Regions from separate parts of the Mus musculus genome. Here all the other regions are linked to region 2. Evidence: chromatin contacts called from public ChIA-PET and HiChIP or PLAC-seq data. All regions are on one chromosome and are shown on one strand. Each heading gives the region's core, a stretch centred on a gene start, on an enhancer-like site or on the middle of the called end of the contact. The rest is flanking DNA. Distances are from core to core; before and after follow the strand shown. Region 1 overlaps Itgb3 (integrin beta 3). Region 2 holds the start of Kansl1 (KAT8 regulatory NSL complex subunit 1). Region 3 holds the start of Itgb3 (integrin beta 3).

Evidence for each region. ChIA-PET counts read pairs in DNA pulled down with a chosen protein or histone mark. HiChIP or PLAC-seq counts read pairs in DNA pulled down with a chosen protein or histone mark.
Region 1: a contact with region 2 is called in an HNF4G HiChIP or PLAC-seq map of pancreatic cancer cells. The contact joins the enhancer-like site here to the promoter of Kansl1 in region 2. A contact is called at or near these places in 1 of 484 Hi-C or Micro-C datasets (CD8 T cells), 3 of 115 datasets of contacts at active chromatin or transcription factors (the SCID.adh cell line, effector CD8 T cells and pancreatic cancer cells) and 2 of 9 other capture datasets (adipose tissue and liver).
Region 3: an RNA polymerase II ChIA-PET map of memory CD8 T cells shows a contact between it and region 2, with 190 read pairs. The contact joins the promoter of Itgb3 here to the promoter of Kansl1 in region 2. A contact is called at or near these places in 1 of 39 promoter capture datasets (macrophages), 4 of 115 datasets of contacts at active chromatin or transcription factors (the SCID.adh cell line, effector CD8 T cells, memory CD8 T cells and 1 more) and 1 of 9 other capture datasets (adipose tissue).

What each region holds. Positions count from the first base shown.
Region 1 is chr11:104,622,370-104,626,188 of GRCm38.p6, forward strand. It overlaps Itgb3 (integrin beta 3), which reads left to right. Exons shown (of 15, transcript NM_016780.2): 2 at 1,042-1,127. Among named protein-coding and RNA genes, the nearest start is that of Itgb3, 16 kb to the left of the region's middle. Within about 2 kb of position 2,547, at least 93 of the 459 cell types and tissues checked have an H3K27ac peak or open chromatin away from gene starts, as enhancers often do. A contact at or near this core is called in adipose tissue and pancreatic cancer cells, where this site is marked.
Region 2 is chr11:104,440,033-104,443,865 of GRCm38.p6, forward strand. Kansl1 (KAT8 regulatory NSL complex subunit 1) reads right to left here and starts at 2,288. Exons shown (of 15, transcript NM_001372459.1): 1 at 1,693-2,288.
Region 3 is chr11:104,606,460-104,610,287 of GRCm38.p6, forward strand. Itgb3 (integrin beta 3) reads left to right here and starts at 1,541. Exons shown (of 15, transcript NM_016780.2): 1 at 1,541-1,705. The coding sequence starts at 1,630.

The DNA.
Region 1 (3,819 bases), core at 1,297-3,796, 180 kb after region 2:
CTATTTTGGTCCGCTTGGCTGTCCTTGTTCCTCCTCCCTGCAGTCTTCCCCCTGCCGCTTGTCAATGTGGGGAGTCTTCACTTTTGAGTGGCATCCTGAAGCATCCTCTTGGCTTATTGAATTCTTGCAAAAATCCTGAGCGATAGGTCAGCCATTTCATAGAGAGGAGGGGAGCTGCTCAAGGGTGCAGTATGGAGCCTAGACCTTGCATCAGAGCGCCTCAGAAGTGCCACATTCTTCCAGCCCCCATTAGCCTTCCTGATCTCTAGTTCAGTGTCCTCAGCCTTCCTAATGCTGTGACCCTTTAATACAGTTCCTCCTGCTGTGGTGACCTCCCCCCAACCACAAAATTATTTTGTTGCTACTTCATAACTGACTTTACTACTGTGATGAGTCATCACAGTAACAATTGTACGACTGTTATGTAAATGTTATGCTATGTTTATTGTAACAGTAAATATCTGGTATGTAGGATATCTGATGTGTGGGCCCCCAAGGGGTCATGACCCCACAGGTTGAGAGCCATCACGCTAGTTCTTTTGTGTGCATTCAATGCTTAGGCCCTCAAGATAGATGTATTGGAAAGCTTGACACGAGTTCAGATAGTGGGACATGGCAATTGAGGTTACCCTGCTTTCATTAAAGCCCACAGTATTTAGGTGTCAATCTTACTGCATCTGAGTCCCAGGACCTCTGTAGTAGCCGTGGCTGCAGTTAGACAGTTGGAGATGGTGCATGGCCTTTACGCTGGGCCTTAGCTTTTCATTCGCGCAGTGCAGGTATAAAACCAGCCACTGATTAAAGCCTTTCTGTCATTTACTATGGGGCCCTTGGGTCTTCATTTGCTGATAAAGGAGTGAGTTTCTCCCTACCCACTTTCTTTTTTGTGTAATAGCCCATGTTTGGTAACTTGCCCAATGGGTAGGGTTAGAGTATGTTTGTGTGTATCACTTGAGTGTTTGGGAAATTTGGGGTAGCCGGGGCAGGATGGTCACTGCTCTGAGCAAATCAGGTGCTGATGTCCTTGCCTCTTTGTTGCAGAGTCCAACATCTGTACCACACGAGGCGTGAACTCCTGCCAGCAGTGTCTGGCTGTGAGTCCTGTGTGTGCCTGGTGCTCAGATGAGGTAAGGAGCCTATGCCTTATTTGTCAATGCAATAACACAACTCTGACCTTTAAAAGGAATATGAGGTAGTTTATCCTGGAGCCAAATGTAAGTGGCTATGGCCAAGGAACATAGATTCAAATACTGGGTTCCAACGTGATAAGCACTATAGTGAACGTTTTATAGTAACAGAACAAAGAAGGCAATAGGTCAAGGTACTTTAGACACACATTGGTGAACCATCAGATGAGGTGGTTACAGCAGTCAGGAGCGTCTGAGGTTACCTCATAACAGTCCTAGCCTGTGGGGTTGGTGGAAGCTAGGAGTCTGCACATTTTAGAAAGGACTTTACTAGTCTTAAGAATGTTAAGTCAAACCTAGAGGTGGGCAATAGGTAGCTATTTAGGGGGATAATTTAGCCCCAAACTATTTGGTGCCCAACCTGTAGCATTCATCTGATCTTGTTGAATGTTCAACACAGGTGTGGCTCCCCACCCCCATCCTAACTTGCCCCAGATGCCTTCTTTCCCTAGATTTAGGCGCTTCAGTGTAGGTGCAGGCACACAGAATCATTTCCTTCCTCCTAAACGCAGTCTCTTTCCCCTTCTGAGCAAGACTAGGTGACGCCTTCCTCAGGATGCATGGTGGAAGCTGGCAATGATCCTGGAGCCTGTTCTGCCCTTCCACTCCAGCCATTTTGCTTGGGCATCGTCATTACTGTGATTATTGCTACCCTTCCCCAGCCTATACTTGCTTTGGGCTGGAACATCTCATGGAAGAAAGGCTTTACTCTCTAAAGAAGAGAGGCGCTAGGGGTATAGAGGGATGCCAGCTCATCCGACCCCCCCCCACCCCCAGAGCAAAACAAAAACAAAAAACCCTAAAAACTCAGAAGAGGAATGTTATGTGTGTGTTTGTATGTGTCTCTGTGTGTCTATATTTCTGTGTATGTTTATATGTTTGTGTGTATGTGTGTGTTTGTGAATGTGTGTGTTTGTGTGTATGTTTGTGTCTTTATATGTATGTTTGTGTGTCTTTGTGTGTGTATGTGTGTTTGTGTGTGTTTGTGTGCATGTATGTGTGTGTTTGTATATATTTGTATATGTGTGTTTGTGTACACTTTCTTAAAGATCCTTTTTTCTTCCCTTCTCTCTGACAGTGACGCCCCTCTATCTTCCTTCCTTCCTTCATCTCTAAAGTATCAATGGATGAGGGAGCACAGCTCAATGGTGAGGACCAGACGATGACAGGAAGGGGTTAGCTGTGTCTAGGCAGAGGGTGTGTTGTGTCTGAGTCCCTAGGGAATGAGTGTGTCTGAGGGAATGGCTATGTTTGTGGCCGGGCTGGGAATTTGGAGCTGGCAAGAGCTGATGGGGAGGTAGGGGAAGCCTGTGGCTGGAGAGGTTCCCAGCAGTTCCAGTGGGAGTGAGTCAGCACCCCCAGCAGGTGGTTACCTGAGCTGCTGGCCTGTCTGCTCCTCAGCCACTAGAGCTACAGCCTCTGCCCTATACCGCTCCTCAACCACCCTAGCTATTTCCTGATCTTTGTCTGCCTCTCTTCTGGATCCTCTGGGTTTCCTAAAAAGGCAAGCTCCTGGTCAGACTGGGGAGGAAGGGAGCAGAAGGCTGTGTTTACCCCCTAGAGGAGGGGCTGCCAGAGCCTCCAAGGCCAGCTCCATACACAGCCTTGGCCTCTGCTGCTCAGCACGGGAACTGTTTCTAGGGGCAGCTGCCTAACATCTGGGCCAGATTGATCTCATTTAGCGAATGAAACATTCTCTGGGGCTTGGGGGAGGGTGAGCCCATTCCTTCTCCACCCCCACAGGTGCCCCTCCCCTCTGGGCTTCACTGGAGGCTCAAGTGTGGCGTGGCTGTCTTCCTTCTGGTTTGTCATATCCTCCTGCCTCCGGTCACCATCATGGTTGTGTCAAGCTTCCTTTCTGAGGAAGTTGTAATTCTGCAACAATTCCAGAAGAAGGAGTGGGATGCCGAGGGTGCCGTGTTTGGATAGGATGGCTTGAAGTTGGACGGCCGGAGCAGAGGGGAGCAGAAAGGAGGTCCCTGAGGAAGGACTACTGCTATTCAAGCATAGTCCCCTCTCATTCCCGCATCTGGATCTTATAGGGATAAATCAGAGCTGGGTTCTGACCAGCCAAAGCCCCTCCTTAGGCCACGTGAACATATTCCATGTGACTAGATGCAAATGTGGAATATTTACCAATCACTATGGTGAATCTTTGCCCTCTGGGGCAGACTGGGAGGCCAGAGGGAGGGAAAGATCAGCTTGTTGATGGGGTGGAGTTGGGAAATGGGTAGCAACCAGGACCAAAGGAGACCAAAGAAGGGAGGTAGGAAGCCCGATGAAATAGTCCCTTCAGAATGGAATAAAGTGAATGCCAATATTTACCATCGCTAAGTGAGAGGGAGGAGGGGTGGGGCTGGGGAGTCTGATGTGGGGCAGAGTGTGTCAAGCAGGGAGGAACCCTGGGCTGTAACTAGTTATCTTTTTCCTGAGGGAGCTGGACTTCTCTTGCACAGGGCAAGCTGAACTATTGAAAGTGTTTGGATCTTGACTTTAAACATCCAACGGTGGGGCTGGGATCCCTGCTCATCCCTCTGCCTCCCCTGTCTTGACTGTTTCAAGTGGTGCTGATGTTGGCAGTGCCTCGGAAAACAACTGGTTGGGCTCGGCTTGTGGTCCTTAAAGGACAGCA
Region 2 (3,833 bases), core at 1,038-3,537:
CTAGAAAAAGAAAAAAATGTACTTTAGCATTTTATAGTTAATATTTACAAGAAGTTATAACAACCAAGTAAGAAGATTGGAAAACTAGAATTAAAAACTTCTCTATCAAAAATGCAACAAAGAAACACATCAAAAGTATCCACTGTCAGAAGAAAAAAAAAAAAAAGTCTCAACTGACAACAGCTGCAGTTAATTGAAAATTTCTAAATTGGTAGGAGAATAAGACAAGAAACCAAGTACAGCCCATAGAAGAGAGGAAAGGGAAACACGCCCACTTTATGCTTTTGTAAATACTGGTACTTCAAATGACCTTAAAAACAAAAACAAAAAAGGGAGGTGGGGTGGGAAATATAAACTGCAGACCAGTCTAAGAAACAGAAATCATTTTAATATAACGATTTTCCTACTTGATTGAAAGTACTTTTGAGAAGAAGTTCTGTAACTATATCATGATTATGCAAGGCAAGGATTATGTAATTTTATCGTTTATTTTAAAATGTTCTCCGAATGTATTAAAAAAAAAAAACCCTAGAGCATTGTGATCTCTCTAATGGGCAGAGGGACACTTACTTGGCTACAGCTTAAAATATTAACATACACCCCCCCAAACAAACAAACAAAACCCCACAATGATTGCTAGCCACGTGACGAAGGATATGGCAACACCAGGATTGTGAATGGAGGGGAGGAAAGCTAGGTTGGAGGACTAGCGAGATTTCTCTTAACTTTGGGGACTGCAGGATTCGGGTTTCTCAATCTTTAAGGTACCAAATTCTAACCCCTAAGAGTTGTACAGCTAACACCCTCAAGTGCGGTTTTATTAATAGGTCACGGAAAATGCTCCAGTGACCTCCAGGATAAAGGAGGAAAAAACAGGCGGAGGAAAGAGCAATTTAAAGTGGCGCCATCATGTCACCCCTTTTCCCCTAAGGCAATCAATAAGCAATAGTTAAGTAACGAGTTTCTCTAAAAATCCACATTGGGATTCCAACATTGGAAAACAAAAGGATTTCTAGGTAAAACATGGGAGTAAGATTGTTTACAATACGGAAAACAATTATAAACTATTTGCTGAGAATCAAAGGCCGTCAGTCCGAAAACAGGCCCCCCCAAAAGCAGTAAGATTCCAACTCACTTAAAAGCAAATAAATGCCTCTTCCTCTTTAGTTGAAAAAAAGGGCTGCCTGAGACTAGATCCGAAAACGCAAATGACCTCAATATTTAAGCAACAAAAAATGTTAACAATCAGAGTTGTGATACAAACCGTGAGACAGACATGCAAGATGTGTTTGAGCAAAGAAAGACCTTTTGCAGTCAAGAGAAGTTCAAGGCGAGAGCAAGAGTTTGTTTTTGGTCTTTTTGTTTTTGCTTTTTTTTTTTTTTTTTTTCGGAAATAAACCAGGTTCTCCAGGCCGCCTTTTTAAATAGAACGCCAAAGGAAAGCCCAGCGAACGAGGCGGCAGCTGGTGGGGAAGGGCCCCCGCACACCCCCGCCCTTGGGGCGACTCCCAGCCCGGACCCGCAGCGGGGAAGCCCGGAGAGGCCATTTAAAGTTCCGGGGATTTTTCTTCCCCTGCCCAGCCTTTCTAGTTACAACTAACAAAGAGAGGGAGAAATGGGAACCACAGGGAGAGCGAGGAGAAGGAGAAAGGGCAGCGGGAGGAGGAGGAAAGGAGCAGCAGCAGCACCTACCACGTGATGGAGGAGCGTAGCCCGGGCGGATTCGGCCCCACAAAATGGGCGCAGTTTGCAAACAGCCCCCCGGCCTGGGCGCCGAGGACCAGCGGGCGGGGGCGCGCGGCTGCTGCTCCGGCCCGGCCCGCCGCTCTCCTCCCCCCCGGCGCCCGGAGCCGCCCTGACTTTCCGGGCGGGGGGGCGAGGCGGAGGGGGAGGGGAAGGCGGCGGCGGCGGGGAGCGGCTGCTTTTTCTTCTCTTTCGGGCCCTTTCTCCGGCCTTCCTCCGTTCCGACCCGGCCTGGGCACGGCGGGGACCGCAGCCCCGGGCGGGCGGGGGCAGAGGGTAAAGCTGCCCCCCCCGCCCCGCACAAACAAGCGCCGCCGTCTGCAGCCCGCGCCCGCACCCCGGCCGCCACCCCGGGAGCTTCTTCCCGGCCGGGGAGCGCACTTCGGCCGCCCCCCAAGCCGCCGCGGCGAGACGAGTCGGCTTCGCTACGGCGCTTGGTTCTCCCGCCGGCTCAGCGAGCGGTGGCGGTGGCGGCGGCGGCACTGGGAAAATGGCGGCCGAGCTCCTTTTCCCTCCCCCCCTTTAATCTGAAGCGGAGGGAGAATGGAGCGAGCAAGCGAGCGGGCGAGTGCCGGGGACACGGGGAGGAGGGACAGCAGCGCCTCCGCCGGCTGCGGCTGCGGCGGGCCGCTCCGCCCCGGCGCGCCGCCAGGGGGCGCCCGCCTCGCCGCCCCCGCGGGCTGCCAGGAGGCGCGGCCGCCGCCGCCTCAGTCATGGCTCCTAGCCGCGGCCGCTGCTTCTGCGCCTCTGTTTGCGGAAACCGGTGCCTGGTGCCTGATACGTGCGGCAGCGACACGCGGCACTGCGGCAAGCGACGCGGGGCCCTCGCTTCGATCGAGGTGAGGCTAACCTGAGGCGCTGATGCCGTCACATTCCCTCGGCTCTGTGGCTGGCGGTGCTGCGCGCCGGTTTGAGGGGAGGGCGGACTGACACAGCAGAGCTAGAGGACGTGAGCGAAGAACTGTGTGTGCAGTGAATGAAGAAGCTGCTGCGGCCACACTACCCCAGGGCCAACCGTGCTCTGAGACGGGCAGGAAGCTCCCTGACCAGTGACGCGGTCCCTGCCACCCGCCCTTTGTCCTACACCCTGCTCTGTACACTGCAGCACACGGCTGGCTGCTAGCCCTAGCGCCACGCTCTGCAGCCGCCAAACCAAAAAATAAGCGGACGCCATTGCGCAGGCGCGAGCTAGGACCGACTCGGGGCTAGCCCGGGCAGGGGCAGCTGGGAGCTAGAGGGGAAATGATGGCCCACCAGCGCCGGGCCCGCTGGGAACTGTAGTTTTCGTTAAGCCCGCGTGTTGTTTTAGGCTTCTTGATTTGTCAGATCCGCCAAAATAGGCAAAAACGCATTCATTACACAGTAATTTTTTTGTTTCCTGCTACTACCAAATTAAAGTTCACAGACCCGCTAAAAGTTTAACAATGAACAACAAAAGCAAACCTGTCATGTTCTTACCAGCGTTGACTTAAAAGTAGTGGCACCTAATTACTCTTGACTCTAGTTTGTCAGCACGATATCGGTTCCTTCCTCCCAAATAAGGTTTAATATCAGAGAACATTTTCTGGACTTAGAAAACTTAATATAACGCAAAGTGACACATTACACAGTACAAATCCACCACCCTTTAAAGCTAACCATGTCCAAAGATTATTAGGACTCACCAAAATCAAATAGCATAAAACTTGTTCCAACAACTAAATCACCAAGCTCAGCAGATGAGAAGAGTAGAGTCTACCAAAAGGAAGATGTAAAATGCTCAATACTTTGTGTGGTTTACCAAACCAGTATCCGGTGTTATGTGTCACTTCAGCTCCTCAAAAAAAAAAAACTATTGTTATAGACCAGTTTTCATTAGCCCACAAAGTCTCTAACTCAACAAGTTTCTGCAGTATCTGCATCTATATTTCTCTTGAATTTCCATCTGCATTTTTAAAATTACACTCTCAAACATGATCTTGGTTTTCAAATATCAAAGGCAGGAGACAACATAGAGTCAATACACAGGGATAAACTGATAGATGTATACATATTTACATATGCATCCAAAAAAGATCAATAGTTTGGGCTTTTTAACTTATAATACAGGT
Region 3 (3,828 bases), core at 291-2,790, 170 kb after region 2:
CCTCACCACTTCCTCCCATTGCACTGGGATTACAGGCCAGCAGATGTCTATGCTCAGATCTGTTTGTGGTTGTTGGGGAATTTGAACCCAGGTCCTCACATTGGTCCAGCAAGCACTCTTGTCCACTGAGACATCTCCCTAGCCTCACTATTACTTTTGGTTTGCTTGGGATACTTTCCTGTTATGTAGCCTAGGGTGTATTCAAACTTGCTATGAGTCACTGTGTAGAGTAATGAAATACCGGGGAAAATACAATTGTGTCCATGAATTTATACAGTTATAAAGTTCATATCTGTGACATGAAATGATATAATATCCTGTTGTGTGAGAAGTCTGAGGAAGAAGGGTACACCTCTGGAGAGGACAAGGCTGGAGGAGGAGGAACATCAGACAAGATGGCGTGGAAGACATGGCATTTGAGATGTTTTGAAAAGTAAGTGGGATTTTCCAAATGGAAAGAGGAAGGAAGGTCAGTCAGATGGAAAGGCATGGGACATTTAGGAGTGACAAAAATCTCTTGGGCTAAGGCTGGGTGATGGATCATGGCTGAGTTCTTTCCACACCCTTCCTCCAGAGTCTGCTCTAGCTCAGGCTGGCTTTGAACTCCCTATGTACTCAAGCACTACCTGGAACTTCTGGTCTTCCTGCCTCCTTAGGCTGGAATTGTAGGCATCACATCCTGTTTCACGTAGTGCTGGGGATGGAGCCCAGTGGTTGCTAGGCAAGTGCTCTGCCGATTGCACCACATCGCCTGCCCTAGTTTTATTTATTTATTTATTTATTTATTTATTTATTTATTTATTTATTTATTTATTTATTTTACAACACTACCCTTCTTGCGTAAGGATGCACAGGCCCAGTCACTTCTTATGACATCCTGATCAGCTTCAGCATTTTGCACCTTTTGCACGTCTAGGGGTTTCCCATCTGGGGAAGACTCAAGGAAACTAGTGCAGGGGATAGGAACAGCAGCAAGTGTTCTCTGAGGAAAATACTATAAAGCTAGTGAATTTGAGTTGGAAGGCAATATGGTGACTGTTCTAAAATGATTCTTAGACACCTGCTACGGGCAAGCAAGCATTTACAGACAGAGGCTCTACTCGGATCCGTCTTTCCTACCACAAGCTGCAGGTGTGGTATTGACAAGAGGCTGCATAGAAAGCATTTGACAGCTGCCTGCCCGTTGAGGAAAAGAATGAAACCAGGAGGAAAGCAAACTGAGCCCGGTGAAGTGAAATAGCAGTGTTGATGTCTCTGCGGAGGTGGGACTAGCAGAGTCCAGGAAGTGACCCAAAGCTTTTTTTTTCTTCTTTTTTTAAACCGAGCACCCAGGCGCAGACACCTGGGACCCAGATGCACACAGGACCCCGGGGGGCGCGGTCTCCTCTAGTGAACGCGGGCAGGTCCTCGTGGGCGGGGGGCTGGGGAAGATTGCAAAGTTTACCCATCACACTCAGCCTCAGGCAGGGTCCAGGCGTGAGCCGGAGGGAGGGAGCGCGAGCACTCCGCCCGCCCCGCTGTGTCCCACCCACCCCGTCCCCTCCCTTCTTCCCTCCCCTCCGCAGGAAAAGCAGCTGCGGGTGCCAGGCTCGCCGTGGCGCGCGCGCGGCGTGAAGGGCGGCGGACAGGATGCGAGCGCAGTGGCCGGGACAACTCTGGGCCGCTCTGCTGGCGCTGGGGGCGCTGGCGGGCGTTGTTGTTGGAGGTGAGCGAGTCGGGTGCGCGAAATGCCGTAGGACCCTGGGAACCCGGAGCTAGGACTGAGAAGCAGAGGTGCGGGGGGCGGATCCTTCTTCCCGTGGCCTCGAGGGCGCATCGCTGGTGGCGGAGATCCTGGCCTGGCCCGGGAAGCAGAGGAAAGATGGAGATCCGCTGGGCCGTCCCGGTGCGCTGGCAGAAGGATGCAGCTCACCTGCTTGGGTGGGTGTGTGCGCTCTGGGTTGCCCCTTTCTCTGGAGTGCGCAGGACAATCTTCTGGCCGCCCCACTCCTTAAGGAGGAGCAGGGATTCGGGCTCCGTCCCTTCTGGGGCCGACCTCTCACCCAACACTCCCTGACTGTGTGCTGGGAGTCAGCACAGAGGTCCTTGGGGCTGACTTTGTCTCTCCTGCGTGTGTCCCACAACATCAGCTGCCTGCATCGTCAGCTTTCAGGCCCACTAACGCTGCAGGGAAGGGGAGTCATCCAGTCCGCAGAGCCTAGGGGAGCGGGAGGGGGTGGTTGCTGGAGGTCAGCTGGAGCAAGTAAAACCCGCAGTTGTGTGTGTGTGTGTGTGTGCACATGTGTGTAATACAGTCTCATATATTTCAGGATACCTCACACTCTGTGTAGTCCAGGGTGACCTTGCACTTCAGATTCCCCTGTGCCTCTACTAAGGAGTGCTAGGACTATAGACATGCACCACCCCTCAGGGTTTATATGCTGCAGGGAGTCGAACCCAGGGTCTCCTCATGGCAGGCAAGCACTTTATTAATTGAGCTACATCTCCAGACCCAGATGGACTATTTGTTAAAGGTAAACTTTATTAAGTTGACTTTGAAGTTAAGTAATCTAAAAAAAGATTTTGGTGGCTGCCTTCCTGACCCTTGTACGGTGGTACAGATGAACATAGACATGGGACAGGGAAAGGGAAAGGGGTTTCAGTAGAGAACTGATATTTGTCTTTTGTGGCAGAAGCTTCCAAGCGAAAGATGAAAACTGTGGTCTTTAGCCTACATTGAACAAGCTTTGTCACCACAGAACAGGAACCAGGCTCTCTAGCATTCTGCCCTGGAGATATTAGAGTCTCTGTCAGCTGCTGGTAGCCGTTGATGGGGAATGGGGAAATCCTCCAGGAAAGCTGATGTTTCTAACAGATAGGCTAACTTTCGTGAATTTAAAACCTTTTAAACATTTCGACTTAATTTTTTAATTGGCATGTCATGACAGGCCCTGCTTCTGTACAGCGTGAAAGTGTCCTCACAGATAACAGATACACTGAACAAAAGATAGCTAGTACTCTTTGTGTTAGGCAATTTCCAGTTCCCCTCAGCTATTTTGAGATTTTACTTAAAACACTTTGTGGTTTGTTTGTATCTATAACTTTCACATTGACTTCTGAGTGTCATCATCACCACCTCAGGATAGAAAGAGATCCTGTTTAAAAAAATAGAAGTGATATTTCTGAAGAGTGACACTCAGGTTGTCTTTTGGTCTCTGCCCAGGGACAATTGTATATGAGCATGCATGTACATGTGCATGCGTGTACACATGGTATACACACCAAACAAACAAACAAACAAACAAACAACGGATCCTTTAGGATATCTGTTCACAGATTTGTTGTGATTGGAATAATCTAGGGAGGCGATGGCTTGTGCCAAGCTAGCCTCAGGCTCCCTCTGAGAGGATGTAGAGTCCTGTTGAGGGGCAGAAGCCTCTAGAGCATCCTGTGCAAGAGGTGTCTGTCATACTCACATGCCATCTCAGTGTTGGTGGCAGAGTTGCAAACATCACTAGGTCCCTGGGGAAGCAGGCAGTGTGGTGACTTTGGGGACACACAGAACAGGGTCGGAGTGAGGTGCCACAGAAGGGCCTTCAGAGTAGGAGGGGTAGGAGATTCTGCTCTGAGGAGACGCTGACTTTCAGTTTCTAACTACAAAAGTAATCCTTTTAGCTTCATCTAAATACTTTGTTGTATTTAAAACAAGGCGTCCTTGTATCGCAGTGGGTATTCTAACCTAATTAGGTCAGCTAGGATGAGGTGCTTGGTTCTCTAGAGTCCGCATTCTGGGAACTGTCCAACTAAAGCTCTCTTCAGGAATCCGCAGGGCCAGGAGAGATGAGGAAA